2 separate regions of the Mus musculus genome follow, and region 2 is linked to region 1. A link is a contact called in public HiCAR-type data. All regions are on one chromosome and are shown on one strand. Each heading gives the region's core, a stretch centred on a gene start, on an enhancer-like site or on the middle of the called end of the contact. The rest is flanking DNA. Distances are from core to core; before and after follow the strand shown.

The links. HiCAR-type assays count read pairs that join an accessible place to other places.
Region 2: a contact with region 1 is called in a HiCAR-type map of fibro-adipogenic progenitors, with 2.9 times the contacts expected there. The contact joins two enhancer-like sites. A contact is called at or near these places in 10 of 484 Hi-C or Micro-C datasets (the AML12 cell line, the CH12 cell line, cortical glia and 6 more) and 2 of 115 datasets of contacts at active chromatin or transcription factors (embryonic stem cells and fibro-adipogenic progenitors).

The regions. Positions count from the first base shown.
Region 1 is chr12:71,787,634-71,791,703 of GRCm38.p6, forward strand. No RefSeq gene overlaps it. Among named protein-coding and RNA genes, the nearest start is that of Daam1, 41 kb to the right of the region's middle. Within about 2 kb of position 1,883, at least 13 of the 459 cell types and tissues checked have an H3K27ac peak or open chromatin away from gene starts, as enhancers often do. A contact at or near this core is called in fibro-adipogenic progenitors, where this site is marked.
Region 2 is chr12:71,934,297-71,938,366 of GRCm38.p6, forward strand. Daam1 (dishevelled associated activator of morphogenesis 1) reads left to right here. Exons shown (of 26, transcript NM_026102.3): 4 at 2,263-2,334. Among named protein-coding and RNA genes, the nearest start is that of Gm40440, 100 kb to the right of the region's middle. Within about 2 kb of position 2,410, at least 54 of the 459 cell types and tissues checked have an H3K27ac peak or open chromatin away from gene starts, as enhancers often do. A contact at or near this core is called in fibro-adipogenic progenitors, where this site is marked.

The DNA of each region.
Region 1 (4,070 bases), core at 633-3,132:
TGAAAATCAACAGAAATTCTTCCTCCAACTTTTCTCTCACTGAGCGTCATTCAGTTATATTTCTTTTCCCTTCCAACACTTTCCTGATTTAGTGTCCCTTTTAAATTCATCTGTCATGATTAATTAAAGACACATCATTTCCTAGGATACTAAATGGTCATACTGAAGACCAATCTACTCATAAGAAACTTAAAAACAGGCGATGTTTATGCAGCATCTTTAGAAATCAATAAAACCCTTCCTCCACAGCTTCCATCCTGGAGAAACATTGCTCTGTGAAAGAAAACAGCAGCTGATAAAGGTGGATAGTGATGGCTGTGTTCTCGGTGAGCAACAGAAAGGACTGACAACAAAGGAAAATGAGCAATTAGGCATCCTTTCTCATGATGGAGCCAAGTGTGGCTCCTAGTCTTCACATCTTTCTACTTCCAATGGGTGGGGCTATTAACAATGGACCAAGCCTGGTATCAGGCAGGAAGAACTTCAAGAAGTTTGGGTTCCACCTGAAAGTCAGTCCTTTTGGCCTTGATCTTGAGCATGGACTGATGGTGGAACTCCTCACATGTTCAGTTACTTAGTCACTTAGTCACTCGGTCAATATTTTCAGTACATTTTGTAGCCCAGATACAATGTTGACATGATTCCTCTCAAAGGTAAGGCCAAGAATAGTATGGGAAGGCTTTGGCCTTTGTTCTCTATTACCCCAAATAAATTCTAAACTTTGTTTTATAAAGCATTTCTGGAGTCACTGTTGGTCTGATCCTCTTGGAATTTACATATGCTTAGCACCATCAAGCAAGCTGTCAGTGACGGTCTAGTACCACTGGTGCTCTGATAGTGACATAAAATAGCACTGTTGATTCAAGAATGACATTAAATCCATAGAAAAATGTGGCATCTATTATGATGAGTTCTATTATGGTTGATTTTGTCTCAACATGATTGAATTAAAAGGTATCTAGGTAACTGATAAAATATTTTCCTTCATATATCTGTTAGGACATCTCTAGATGAGATCAACACTTGAATCAGTAGGCTGCATAATGATCCAACCTCAACAATGTGGGTGGGCATCATCAATCCTTTAGGATCCTACCCAGATCCAGCAAACAGAACAATAGTGAGTTGTTTTTTTTTTTTAATAGAACTGAGACATTTATCACTTCCTACGCAAGAACATCAGAGCTCTTAACTCTTGGCCTGAGGACTCCAAGACTTAGACCAGCAGAACTCCCTTCCCACTCTCAGGCCTTTAACTTTCAACTGCAGTTATACAAGTGTTTTCCTTGGATCCCAGGCCTTTGAACTTGAGCCAAATGACCAAATCGGTTTTTTGAGTCCTCTAGCTCATAGATGGTCTAGAGGACACAGACAGAGATTTAAGGCATGATGGGAAACAGGCAAAGAGTAGATAGGGAAACAACCCGGAATGAGGTCACTCAGTATCTCAACTGTCAAAGGGAAAGAATGCGTGCCATAGCCCAGCAGCTTAATGTTAGTCTTGGAGGGCCAAATGTGAGGACTGAAGACTGAGACATGGGAGATGAGTCAATAGAGATGATGCTAGAGACATAGGCAGGACCAGATGAGAGAGGGCCATAGCCATGAGATAGGATTTGGATTCTAGCCTAAGAGAAATGGAAGTGAAATCAAGAAGTTTGAGGAGGGCCAGTGAACTGATTGCCATGCCTGGAAAAACAAGGTTGGGAATGCAGAGAAGAAAGTAAAGCTGGAGAGAAAGATTTTATCTGTAAAATGCAGCAGCAGGTCTTGGGGCTGAAGCCCTGGTAGTGGCAATGGGAATGGAGAAAGTATGGAGCAATCCAAAGAGCTGCAGTGACAACCAGTTGCCAAAAGGATGCTTAGTAAGGAGTTCCCAGCTGCACAAATTAAAGCTTGAAACAGATGTGTCCACGGGACTGTGCCTCCTCCAACAGAACTGAGCACAGGACTCCTTTGTTTCTTTTAGCTTCTGAATTTCTGTGGTGTGTGTGTGTGTGTGTGTGTGTGTGTGTGTGTGTGTGTGTACATGTGTGCACATGTGCATGGGGGCCAGGTATTGATGTCAAAAGTTTTCCTGAAATATACTCCACAGGAGATACTGAGGCAAGGTGGGCTTACTCCAGCTGCCTAGCATTCAGTGGGGTCCAGGGATCCAGACTCTAATCTTCACACTTGGACAGCAAGGGTGTAACCTGCTTTTGGATTCTTCTAGCAATCTGTGATGCTCCACAGCTTTTGAGGCCATTGTTACAGTCCCGTGCCTCCTCACCGAACCTTTCGTCTGTAAGGTTGTGTTTCTACGTTCAAATGCCCTTTTCTAAGATGATGGTCAGACTGAACTTATAATAATGATTTCATTTCAACCTCTTTGTGAGCCATGCTCCCACATAAGGCCATATTCTGAGGACCAGGAATTCTGCATACCTTTGGAAGGAACATAGTTCAAGCTCAGCCTCCATCTGCTCAATGCCCCGGGTAGTATGGCTGCCTGGTTCACAGAGGCTGTGCCCAGAATTCCAGGTCACTCCTGGCTCCTCCTCACCCTCCTCAATGGCTAGCCTACTCTCAGCCTAGGAAATGAGATCATTGGGCCCTTCCTTCTCCCGCTGTCTAGGTTTGCTCTCATAACACTGTGTGCACCATGTCCCAAGGACATGACATTCCCATTTCGCTGGTCATTCCTAATATCACTTTTTACTTATTTTTCAGCCCATGAGATCAGGGTATCTCTCAAAATGTCATGCATAGACGACTTGCAATATAGGCCATCAACAAATGTAGTATGTACAGACACTGTTTTAGAACCCAGTTTTCCAAATGAACCTTTATACCTGTCACTGAGAGAAAGACCTTTCAGCTCTGTTTAATCACAGAGAACAGGTATAGGGAGGGCCCTGTCCAGAAGCAATACCTGTGGGGCCCAAATAAATATTTGATGATGTTGATATATTTTTGTTCAAGTTGAGGGAACAGCATCCACAGATGTATGTATAGAGGTGTGTTTTGCAAAGTGTTTGTTCTCAATTATACTAGAACCTGTATCAGAACTTTACTTGTTAATAATGTAGTATGTTATGGTAACGGAGCATTTTCTAAGCACAGATGCCTGCCATCTATTTATAAGCAAATCCCTGAGAGTAGCAGCCAAAGGTGGGAGACTCCAGGAGAATGTATGGGCTGACAGAATGACTAAGCTCACACATACAGCAATGGAAGAACTAAAGACAATTTAAGAGTTGTAAGCCCAATAGAAAATTTGGTCTTTTGAAGCAGTTACTGAAAATTTCAAATTGGAATGTTACCACTCATTTCATTTTCCACTTTATAAAGATGGACTACCATTATGGTACCATTCACAGAAAAGATATTTCTTTCAATTTCCTTAAGCCAGCTATTTCTAATGACAACTGATAGGGACAACCAGCCTGAACTGGGGAAGGAGCTCACTAGTGAAGCGTGTGCTTAGCATGTGCTTAGCAAGGTGTTTCTGTTCCCAACATATGAATATACACATGCACACATATTCACATATATATACACAAATGAACACATATACATGCTCACACATGTATTCACACATGCATGCACATGTGTGCACAATACATACATACACATATGCACATAAGTATGCATACTCATGTATATACACACATACACACACGCACGCATGCACATATTCATGCACATGTGCAATACATACCTGCACACCCATGTTTACATACAAAACACACACATTCATGAGACTGCATGAAACCAACATTTACTGTATCTCATTAGCCTGTTCATCCGTTTGTTTCCAGGTATGCAAACATTTTTCAATGCTGCAGGCATCAAGATATGTCAAGTGTCTGTCAACATAGAGGCTTCCTCCAGTGCTGCAGTGTCCATTCCATAGACCTAGTTGTTCTTGAGCAGCCTGTGGTGGGACTCCACAGAGACCGGTGGAGTGTCGGCTATTTAATCATCCTTCCTAAACCTGCCATTGATGTAGGACACCCAGACTAGAATCAGTCACCAGCCTGTGACCCACACCAGCCCCATGTATAAGACCTCACACCTATAGGACC
Region 2 (4,070 bases), core at 1,160-3,659, 150 kb after region 1:
AGCCCCATTTGACTACAATGTCTACTCTTAACTGTTAGTATTATTCAAACATTTCAAAGTACAAAGTCTTCCTTCTATGCACTAGTCTTCAGTTTCTAAAATAATCCCTGTTTTGTATCCAGGACTGTGGAGCTTACAACAGATAGGCTTTTGTGGAACCTTGGACATAGGACTTGGTTTTGTTTGCTTTGGAAATTTGCCCTGATTTGGGGAGAATAGAAAGATCTGGCACCTTCTATTTCATTTTATAGGTTCAAATACCATTGACTATCACTGAGGGTTTTGGCTTGTTAAATACGTTAGTAGCAGCAGGCTTTTGCTAATTTTAGTGCTCCTTCTAAGAGGAGAGCTGGGTTCAGCATTTATTCTGCCACTCTAGCTCTTTTATTAATGTGGTAAATTATAGCCAAGAGCCATTCTTAAAACTCATCAGGCTTTCTGAATGTTTTTAAATCACAAGAGTGTAATCCTGCCCAACTTCAAAGCCACTGCTATACCCGTGACCCTCATCTGTGTCCCTTGCTGCCCACTCAGGTGGCCCTGTAAACAGCCATTTTCCTTCTTGTTACTGCTTGTTACTGCTTGAAAATAGTTTTTTGTTTGTTTGTTTGTTTTGTTTTTCGAGACAGGGTTTCTCTGTACAGCCCTGGCTGTCCTGGAACTCACTCTGTAGACCAGGCTGGCCTTGAACTCAAAAATCCGCCTGCCTCTGCCTCCGAGTGCTGGGATTAAAGGCATGTGCCACCACGCCCGGCTTTTGAAAACAGTTTTGAACTATATTTCTTTGATCACCTAAGCAGACTCACTTGGAAGTATCTGCCTAGAGACAGTGGTGTGTGTGTGTGTGTGTGTGTGCGTGTGCGTGCGTGTGCGCGTGCGCTCGCGTGCGTGTTTGTAGGGCGAGTAATGGTGGCTCATAGCTATAACCTCAGCACTTAGAAATCTGAATCAGGAGGATCACTCTACAGTCCTACAGTTGAGACCAGCCTGGGTTACAGAAAGAGGGAAAAAGGGAGGGATTTTTAGAGATAAGGTCTAAGCCTAAAATTAAAAGCTCCTCCTAGAAATCACTCTTCCAAGGCCCAATGCATGAATGTTTGGATGGATGGATGGATGGATGGATGGATGGATGGGCTGCTGAAACTAAAAAACTGAAGCCAGCAGTATAGCAGTAACTCCTTGGGCATCAGACAGCCGCTGTGTGTACATGGCAGTGTCTTCTCCTTGGGTGACCCATTATATCGGGGTGCTCTCTTAATGGAAAGTCCTGGTTACAGGAATACCTCTCTCAGCACAAAGGTGTGCGAGATTGTGGAAGCCAAGCACAGCGTGCCTCCTGGCTGAGCTTGCTGTGTCTCCAACAGAGACTACAGCTGACAGGGAGGTCCAGGTTAGGCGTGTCAGTGAACTCCATCCACAGATGCGCCAGCTGTTTTGGCTCAAGGTCACCTGGGTTGTGAGACACATCTAGCTGAGGTGGGTTTGGGTTTCAGGTCTTTTTAGCAGACACACACTCTATTTCCTTTCCTTTCCCTTTTTCCTTTCCTTTTTTCCTTTGCTTTCCTTCTTTTTTTTTTTTTTTTTGGTTTGTTTTTCAAGACAGGGTTTCTCTGTGTAGCCCTGGCTGTCCTGGAACTCACTCTGTAGACCAGGCTGGCCTCGAACTCAGAAATCCGCCTGCCTCTGCCTCCCAAGTGCTGGGATTAAAGGCGTGTGCCACCACTGCCTGGCACACTCGTTTTTCTAACATAGCTCCTGAGCTGGGTCAGCAGGAGACCTGTGCCTGGGACTAACATGTGTTCTCTTGTTAACTCCACCGGTGTCAGTAGCCCCTTTCAGCCACATCAAATGAAATCCTACTTCACAATGAAATCTAAATAACTGATAGAAACAATCTAGTCACCAACTGGCCATGTCTCTGGCCACTGTAAAGACAGGTCTCCTTCACTCTTGAATTTCATACAGCTGTGACATCCCCATGTAGTCCTCAGTGTGACATGAGACCTAGAATATCCTTCTCAGTACCATTATGTCACTAAAAAAAGAAAATGTTACTCCCTGGCGTGAATTCAATTCCCATGTACCCTTTAAGTAGATGACCCGATACTGTAAAACAATAAGTGTCTCCTGTATTCTCGTGGCTTTGCAGACCACCATCATGATGCACAGGACATCAGCTCTCTGCTGCTCCATGTGGGCCTCTGGTAATGTGTTACCTTGTCACTTTTTCTTACTTTGTTTTATTTCTTTTCATTTTTGTAGGACCAGGAAGAAAACAAGGGAGCAACCAGTTGGCCCGAGTTCTACATTGATCAGCTCAATTCCATGGCTGCTGTAAGTATTACTTACATTCTGTGACAGCCTAAAATAGGGTACAGAGTACACAGTTGCACAATGAGCTTGATTGAGTAAGCCCTTCTGAATGCTGTTACCTTTCCAAATTCCATTCCAGACACTCAGTGTTTGAGGTGTTGGGGACGAGGGGCTGAAAGGTTGCCTAGTGAAGTAACTTTTCTAGTGTGTTTTAAATAGAATCTACACACACTAACATATGATTGGTCTTAATGTTATAAGAGGAAATGCCATTTGAAACATGGCTTGCATTCAACTTGGACTTGCTGTTGCTGTGACTAATTATTGGGAGTGTTGCAACAACACTCCTGTGGACTGTAGGCTTTTCTAACAGTTCTATGACCTAACTGTCCCTTCATCATGTTCATACCCATCTCCCTCTCTCTGGGAACTTAGCTCCTTCCTGACTTCCTGATCTCATTGGTGGCCGAGAGGTTCATATACAGAATCATAACATGACTTGATAAAATGCTGTAATAATCAGAATGCTCTAGGGAAAGCTGTGATCTATAGTTAGCAGTTAAACTGCGTTCTCAGTATCTGAGTTCTGGCCTCTGAGATGTTAGCACTCTAGGCAGCCTGAACATCATCTATTAATCATAGCTAAAATTCACAACAGAAAATAAGTCACCAGCCTTTGAACCTTAGTAGCTTAAATCCTGTTGCCATTGATGAAAACTGAAGGTCGAAGTCTTTGCCTCTCATGGCATTCTCATGATTTTCAGAATGGGTTGTATCCAACTTTAAGTTGATAATATGAAATAGAAGGCTCTACTCTCCCGAGTGCTCTACTCTCTGCTGCCTCTACCCAGGTCCTCATGGAGAGCTGTCTTACCACTCCAAGACCTTTAATGTGATCTAGGTTTTATTGCTACTCCCACTGCAAAAGGTAAAAACCAACCCGGATCCATGAATTTGCTGCTCTTATTTAAGTTCTGCAGGGCCTTGACTTTCAGTTTCTTCCTCTTCTTTCCTGTTTCTTTCTTATTCTGCTGCTGTACCTTGAGTAATAAACAGCCTGTTAGGTGTGACCAGGACTGCACAAATTATAGAAGAAGCCACAGAAGCGTTTGCCTTGAGGGTTTATAGGAGAGGAGAGGGGGAGGGGGAGGGAGAGAGGAGAGAGGAGAGAAGGAGAGGAGAGGAAAAGAAGAGGAAAGGATCTGAATCCCACATCCACCAAACTCCATTCCATACACTGCTTCTCCAGCGATGAGAAAATGGGGACACTGGTGTCTGTGGATGAGCTAACAGAATGGGAGGGTTCTGAAGACTGCAGGGACTTCTCTGTGTGTCCACCCAAGTAATAATAATTTGGAGCCATTCACCATTTCTTGCATGTAGAGGTTGTTTGTGAGTTCTTGTTCCTGACTGTGAGGAAAAAGGGACTGTCAGGCAGATTGTCCCTGGGTATAATTAAGCTGGCACTGTTTGATGGGTAACAAGAGAAGTGCTAGGGTAATGAATTCTCTGCCCTGAATGGAGAAGTACTAAGTAGTGTGGATTTTCCTTTCCTTGGATATGAGAAGTTGTGTCAAGGGTAGGCTTCTCCTTGAGTTTCAGGATCTTTGATATGTCTGTATGCAGCCCTTCTTCACACTCCTCACTTCCTCCCCCCGCACAGCGATTTGCAGCATTCTTGAGTGGACTATACTTTGTTTGGTTCCTAATCTAAAGTCTTCCCTAGGACATCACAAGGCTGTTAGATTGTGAGACTT